Linked DNA regions of Mus musculus: region 1 is linked to region 2. Evidence: chromatin contacts called from public HiChIP or PLAC-seq data. All regions are on one chromosome and are shown on one strand. Each heading gives the region's core, a stretch centred on a gene start, on an enhancer-like site or on the middle of the called end of the contact. The rest is flanking DNA. Distances are from core to core; before and after follow the strand shown.

The links. HiChIP or PLAC-seq counts read pairs in DNA pulled down with a chosen protein or histone mark.
Region 1: a contact with region 2 is called in an H3K4me3 HiChIP or PLAC-seq map of the SCID.adh cell line, with 40 read pairs. The contact joins the enhancer-like site here to the promoter of Nck2 in region 2. A contact is called at or near these places in 9 of 39 promoter capture datasets (the 3T3-L1 cell line, 3T3-L1-derived adipocytes, the HPC-7 cell line and 5 more), 2 of 15 datasets of contacts at CTCF or cohesin (CD8 T cells and large pre-B cells), 34 of 484 Hi-C or Micro-C datasets (CD4 T cells, CD8 T cells, DN3 thymocytes and 21 more), 14 of 115 datasets of contacts at active chromatin or transcription factors (CD8 T cells, the SCID.adh cell line, T-cell acute lymphoblastic leukemia and 9 more) and 4 of 9 other capture datasets (adipose tissue, liver, macrophages and 1 more).

What each region holds. Positions count from the first base shown.
Region 1 is chr1:43,560,750-43,563,449 of GRCm38.p6, forward strand. The region is part of intron 4 of Nck2 (non-catalytic region of tyrosine kinase adaptor protein 2); the gene reads left to right. Among named protein-coding and RNA genes, the nearest start is that of Nck2, 120 kb to the left of the region's middle. Within about 2 kb of position 1,407, at least 42 of the 459 cell types and tissues checked have an H3K27ac peak or open chromatin away from gene starts, as enhancers often do. A contact at or near this core is called in CD8 T cells, DN3 thymocytes, the SCID.adh cell line and 9 more, where this site is marked.
Region 2 is chr1:43,444,302-43,447,378 of GRCm38.p6, forward strand. Nck2 (non-catalytic region of tyrosine kinase adaptor protein 2) reads left to right here and starts at 1,450. Exons shown (of 5, transcript NM_010879.3): 1 at 1,450-1,726.

The DNA of each region.
Region 1 (2,700 bases), core at 157-2,656, 120 kb after region 2:
AATGTCTACCTTGCTTGGCATTGAAGCCTAAAAACCATTACTCCTCTTAGGGGGTAAGTTGATTATGTACAGTGGAGCCTAACGGAGCTATAGGTTGCCCAGTTCATCCTGCGTTGTGTTCATGTGTGGGGCTGTGCTGTACTGCTGTCTGGAGTGGGTCAGATCCCTGGCCTCTGGAGTACTGTTGCTGCTGCTGCTAAAGGGTCTGGATGCTCGCTCTCAGGCCTGCCAGCGCGGTAAAGGGAGAGGAGGCCATTCCCTGTCCGCTAAAGCAGCTCTGCAGACTAAGAAAAAAATGTCAGATTGACAGTTCAACCTTAAGAGTGTTCAGAAGTGTTCTCATTCAAATCCCTTAGATCTGTAGCTCCTTTTTGCAAAAAGACTTATATAGAGTTCTTGCAAAATGGTTAGTACAGGGTAGAAATGCTTTTCACCCAAAATATGTATGTAAAAGTATAATGGAAAGAGAAACTTAAAGCCCAGGATCAGATATGCCTTTATCACTTGACTCCCTGAAATGCCCACGTGGCTAATGTGTGAACTGTACTAAGAGGGAACTTCTGAGGCTGGCTTTTTCGATATTTGGGTTTTGCCTGGTTTGCATTTTTTTTTTTTTTTTTTTTACTTTACTGTGGCTGCAGTAGACACGAGTGTGTGTCTTACATATGGAGACTTTCATTTACTTCTCAGAGAAAGGATTTGTAAGTTTGGCTTGCCTACTGGCAATCCCACAAGCATGCTATGTAAAGTTAGTCTTGATATGAAACTATACACATGGACTTGGAATGTGTGTCTTCAATAAAACACGTGTACAGCAGACTAAGGACAAATGGGTGTGTGGACCAGCAAGCCCACTTGGGGGCCCCTTCTGCTGTGGAAAAGTAGGGTGCTCCCTATCTCACACTTGAGAAACGACATCAATGTCCTTTGAAGAGTTCTTTCCCATTCCACAAGAGGGCTGGAGAGATGGCTCCGTGGTTAAGAGCACTGACTGCTCTTCCGGAGGTCCTGAGTTTAAATCCCAGCAACCACATGGTGGCTCACAACCATCTGTAATGTGATCGGATGCCCTCTTCTGGTGTGTCTGAAGACAGCTACCGTGTACTTACATATAATAAATAAATAAATCTTTTTAAAAAAAAAAGAAAGAAAAATTCAACAAGAAAGGTTTATGTTTAAAGGAACTCGCAGACAAAATCATCATACAGCTTGTTCAAGGCAGACACACTTACCAGGCCCAGAATACCCATCTCTGTGACCTTCCATACCATTAAAAGGGCCATCCTGAAGCCGTGGAGTGCCACTTACAGCTTTATACATTCACTGTCAGTTTACTGTTATGGACTTCGCATGCACAGAGAATAAAGAACTGTGGTAGATTGAAACCAGAACAGTTAGCTTTATAACCACTTTCACAGTTTGGCCTTGTGCCTACATCCCGTCCACAGCATGGTGTTAATGCCATCTGCTCCAGAGCGGCATAGTGGCTCCAGCAAACACAGGCAGTCAGTGTCCCTAGGAATTTTGAGAGGTAGACAAAAATGTATTTGTAGAAGAATGAGCTAGGAAGTCCAGAGAGTCCTTGATGCTGGGGCCGTCTCTCAACTTTTTTCTGGTCCCTTAAAAAAAAAAAAAAAAAAAAACGAAGTAGTCAGCAGGTGTCTCAAGTGGGCAAAATCTCTGTTTGATCTCCAAGAGGCAGCACTTGGGGACAGTGCCTCCTCGCCATGACTTCCCATGCCCGCTGTTGGTGGCTTCTGCGGCAGGAAGGGAACAGCCTCCCCACCCACCGTGGTCCTTCCGTTTCCTGGATCCCCATCAGTTTCTCAGATCTCTTGTCGATCACCACTTAACCTTTACCCTTTTTCCTTTTGTGGTAAAACGTCTTTAAAACCAAATTGGCTGTTTCAACAGTTTTTAAGTGTGCATTTCAGTCAGTGAATGCTTTTACATCATTGTGCAGCTGCTAATCTTCAGAGCTCCATTACTGTCCCAAACTGAAACTCTGTCCTCATTGGACACTGACTCCCTAGCTGCCCTCTTCCCTGAGATTCCTTTCCCACTCTGGGTTTTTATACTTAGGAGCCTCTTATAAGTGGGTTGCCTCCACTGAATTATGTTCTGGTTGTCCCTGATTTTATTTCAGTTATAATGTCTTTGGAGTTCATTTATGTTGTAGCAATATTTTAGAAATTGTCCTTCAATAATGAGTAATATTCCTTTTTCGATATCTATTCATCTGGTGATAGATTTTCAGGGTGTTTCTAGTTTTGTTTTTAATTATTAATAATGCTGCTATGATTGTGGGTATATAGATATTTCTTTAAGTTTCTACTTGAATTCTCTTAGGTGTACCCTTTGGTAGGTTTGCTGAATCAAATGGCAAACTTATTTTAATTTTATGAAACCCACAGTGATGCTTCACAAGTCCCCGCCACTACACATTTCCTTGACAAACCCTGATGCCCTGACAGGAGCAGCGAAGTTAGAAGTAGCGTTTTTATGCCGTGGAGTCTGCGGTACATATTAAATTTAGTGTGTGGTAACCATAGTGGAATCCCACGTTCACCTTCCTTGCTGTACTCGGTTTCGCTTTATAAAGTTGCAGTGTTATGATGAGTGTCCGGCATGTAGCAGAATCAATCCACTGCCGGAGCTCAGAAGCAGTACTTCTTAGACAGGTAGCATCATTGTCAGCAA
Region 2 (3,077 bases), core at 200-2,699:
AAGCTTACTCCCAGTGACTCATCTCCTCCAACAAGGACATACCCTCCTAATCTAAATAGTTTACTAACTGGCCTGCAAATATATGAGCCAAGGGGAGTCCTTCTTGTTCAAATCTCCCTGGAGATCTTATACAGAATCAGTGAGAGGAGTCTGAGGCCACTTTTCAAAGCAAAAGCTTAAAAACTGTGTCCATATCGTCTTACTTATTTAGCATAAACTAATTTTAAGTAGGGCTAAACTATTGGTTAGAGTTCTGCCTTCATTGTTGTAAAGCTAGATAGTAACAAAGATGAGGTCTGTAACAAAGAACGGATGAAGCTAGCATCTCCGACTGGAAGAGACTGTTGGGTGTGCTGATTTTGTACAGGATGCCTCCTAGTGCCCTCGTGTCAGGCTACGTGCCAGGTACTTAACATAGAAGGCAGGTAAACATCTCATGTGATAAAGCCGAGGAAGTTGTGAAACACCTGTGTAAGGTGACACAGTTCAGGAGCCTACGGTCAATGGCTGCGAGGACTATAGCCAAGCTTCCTCACGTTACTTATGCCTGGGAACTTCCTATAAGAAGGCAGGCAACTTTTCTTTCTTTCTTTTTCTTTTTTTGTTACGTAGGGTGAATTGTTTCTGCCTTAATAAGGAGGAAACAAGGGCTAGGGTTGAATCTCATTAACATAAATGTGAGTCGTCCGACCTGAAAGCGGAATTTATTTGAATATCAGGGGTTCCTTTGGGGTATAAGGAGCGAAGGAGCTTGGAGAAGAAACCTCTGGATCCAGTCCTTCTCTTCGATCCAGGGTTCTAGCTTTCCAAGTTTGCTTATAGGTTAGCTACTACTCAAGTCTGGGAGAGCAAGGTTTCCTTCTAAAGCTTTCTCAGCCTCCTGTACTAAAGAATTCCTGGGCTCTAATAAACTGGCCAGGACGCTGCGGAGGCAGCTGAGGTCGGGTTTCCTCTCCTCCCCCACTAGGAAGTGGTCCCGCCTGGAGGTTGGGGGTGGGGGGGATGGAGTAAAAAAGTGTCTGGATGGGAAAGTAAATAAATGCAAGGCAAATAAATAAAGAAAATGCCCACAAGCAATTACTGGGAGGAAGTGACATTTTTATGTAAGTCACTTTTCTGACAGACACCAGGCCTGTTTGGCTGAGAGTGCCGTGGGAATGCTTGGGGGGCGGGGTAGGGAGGTCGCTGTAAGGCTCCCGACGCACAGCCGGGTGCGGAGACCACCCGGTCTCGTGGGCTGCAAGTGGCACCTCCTTATCCCTAGCAGCCCCTCCCGGGTGCCCCCAGCTCCAATCTAGAGCGGGTTACGGCTTGAAGCCCCCAGGCGGCGCTTTCCCGAGGCCTGGCTGGGACTCCCAGGTGGGTCCCCCGCCCCGCGTGCGCCGGGCTGGGCCGGCCCCTGGGCGGCGTCACGGCAGCCAGGGAGGAGCGCGGGCGGGGAGCGCGCGGAGGCGGGCGCTGCGCGGGAGGGTCGCCGCCGCGGATCGCAGGCCGGTGCGCGCGGCCGAGCGGGCGGCGGCGGCGACGGTGGTGGTGAGGAGGGCTCGGCGGCAGGCAGGCTCGGGGCTCCCGGGCCGGCGGGGTCCGCCGGGTCCAATTGCGTCCGCTTGGTGGCGGGAGGAGGGAGCGGTGCAGACAAAGAGCGGCATCTGGGCGGGCGCAGCGCGGCCGCCGCCCCGGGACTCGCGCTGCTGCCCTCCGGCCTCGGCGTGCACTGTGCGGCGAGGTAAGGCGATGGCGGGGGCTGCAAACTTGGGCCGGTCCGTGGAGTTGGAAGAGAGGGGCGAGCGGGCCGCGGCCGCCCGGGGAGGGCCAGGGAGCGCGTACCCCTGCGTACCCGGCCGGTGCCCTCAGCCCCGCCGCGGCCTGGCGTCCCCGGGCACCCGCACCTCGGATACACACACCTTCCTGCGAGCCCTCGCCTCCCTCTGCCTGGGGCTGGCGTGGGGGTGGGGCGCCCTCCGCGGGCGGACTCCGGGGACCAAGGACCCAAAGCCCTCGGGAACACTAGCAGCCCTGGCCTGTGGGCGGGCGTGGGACCGAACAGTGGCCAGGTCGCCGGGCGCGCGTGCCTGGGAAGAATAGCCTGGGATCTGAGGGCCACAGCGCTAGGAAGCGGGAGGCTGCGATGGCCGGGGAGAACTTCCAGTATTTAGAACTATTCGTGATCCGGCACAAAGCTGCTGTCACGTTCCATAAAGGAGGTCCTTGCCTCGGCGCAGGGCGCTTTTGTGCCTGGTTCCTTCCAGTCCCTGCGCCCGGTCCCGCATTTCCAAGACTTAAACCTCCTCAACCAAAGTTTTTCCCGGTTGCTCTGCCCCCTCAGTTTATTTATTCAGGGCGATTTAAGCAAGTGGTTCTGCAAGAATTTGATGTGTGACTTTTAATGCCCCGGTGGCACCTCCCTTTTGAGCGCTGTTAGCTTGGCATTGTGTGGAGAGGTTTGATTTGCAAAACGCTGTTATTTATACACAACAGCGATCCTCCCGGAAGGTGTGCGCGGGTGGTGGTTAATGGATAGCAGAGGTGACTTACAGTAGTATTGTGAACAGCTTGGGGACACAGCTGGGTGCCAAGTGGAGTGGGCCCTGCCACCCTAACCCATTCAGGTTGGCCGCTTCCTCCTTATTTGGCTCTCCTTATTTTGCTAACAGGTTTAAGGCCAGTCTTGCCAAGTTTGCGTCTGTGTGTGGGATGAACAGGTCCGAGTTTGGGCTGGAGGTGCACAGGCCTGCTCCTTGGTTGACCCAAAAAGAAACAGCCCGTTGGCCAGTGGGCGTGGCTTGCTGGTATCCTCCCCTGGAGACTTCTCTGCTCCTCTCCCAATACAGGCTTTTCTGCAGAGATTTTGAGGAGGAATGAGAATAATTTTGGGTGTGTTTCCAGCCTGGGTTTTTTTTTTTTTTTTTTTTTTTGGTATAGTTAGCAACTGTGGTTTTTCTAGTCTAAAGGTCACTACTTTATCAGAACATCTCAACTGTGCTGTGGGCACTCCCTCCATTCACTTTCCAAGTGTTTATAGATACAGAGGTAGAAACCGGACTTTCTCGTGCATGTGCCTGGTTTATGTAGCGAAG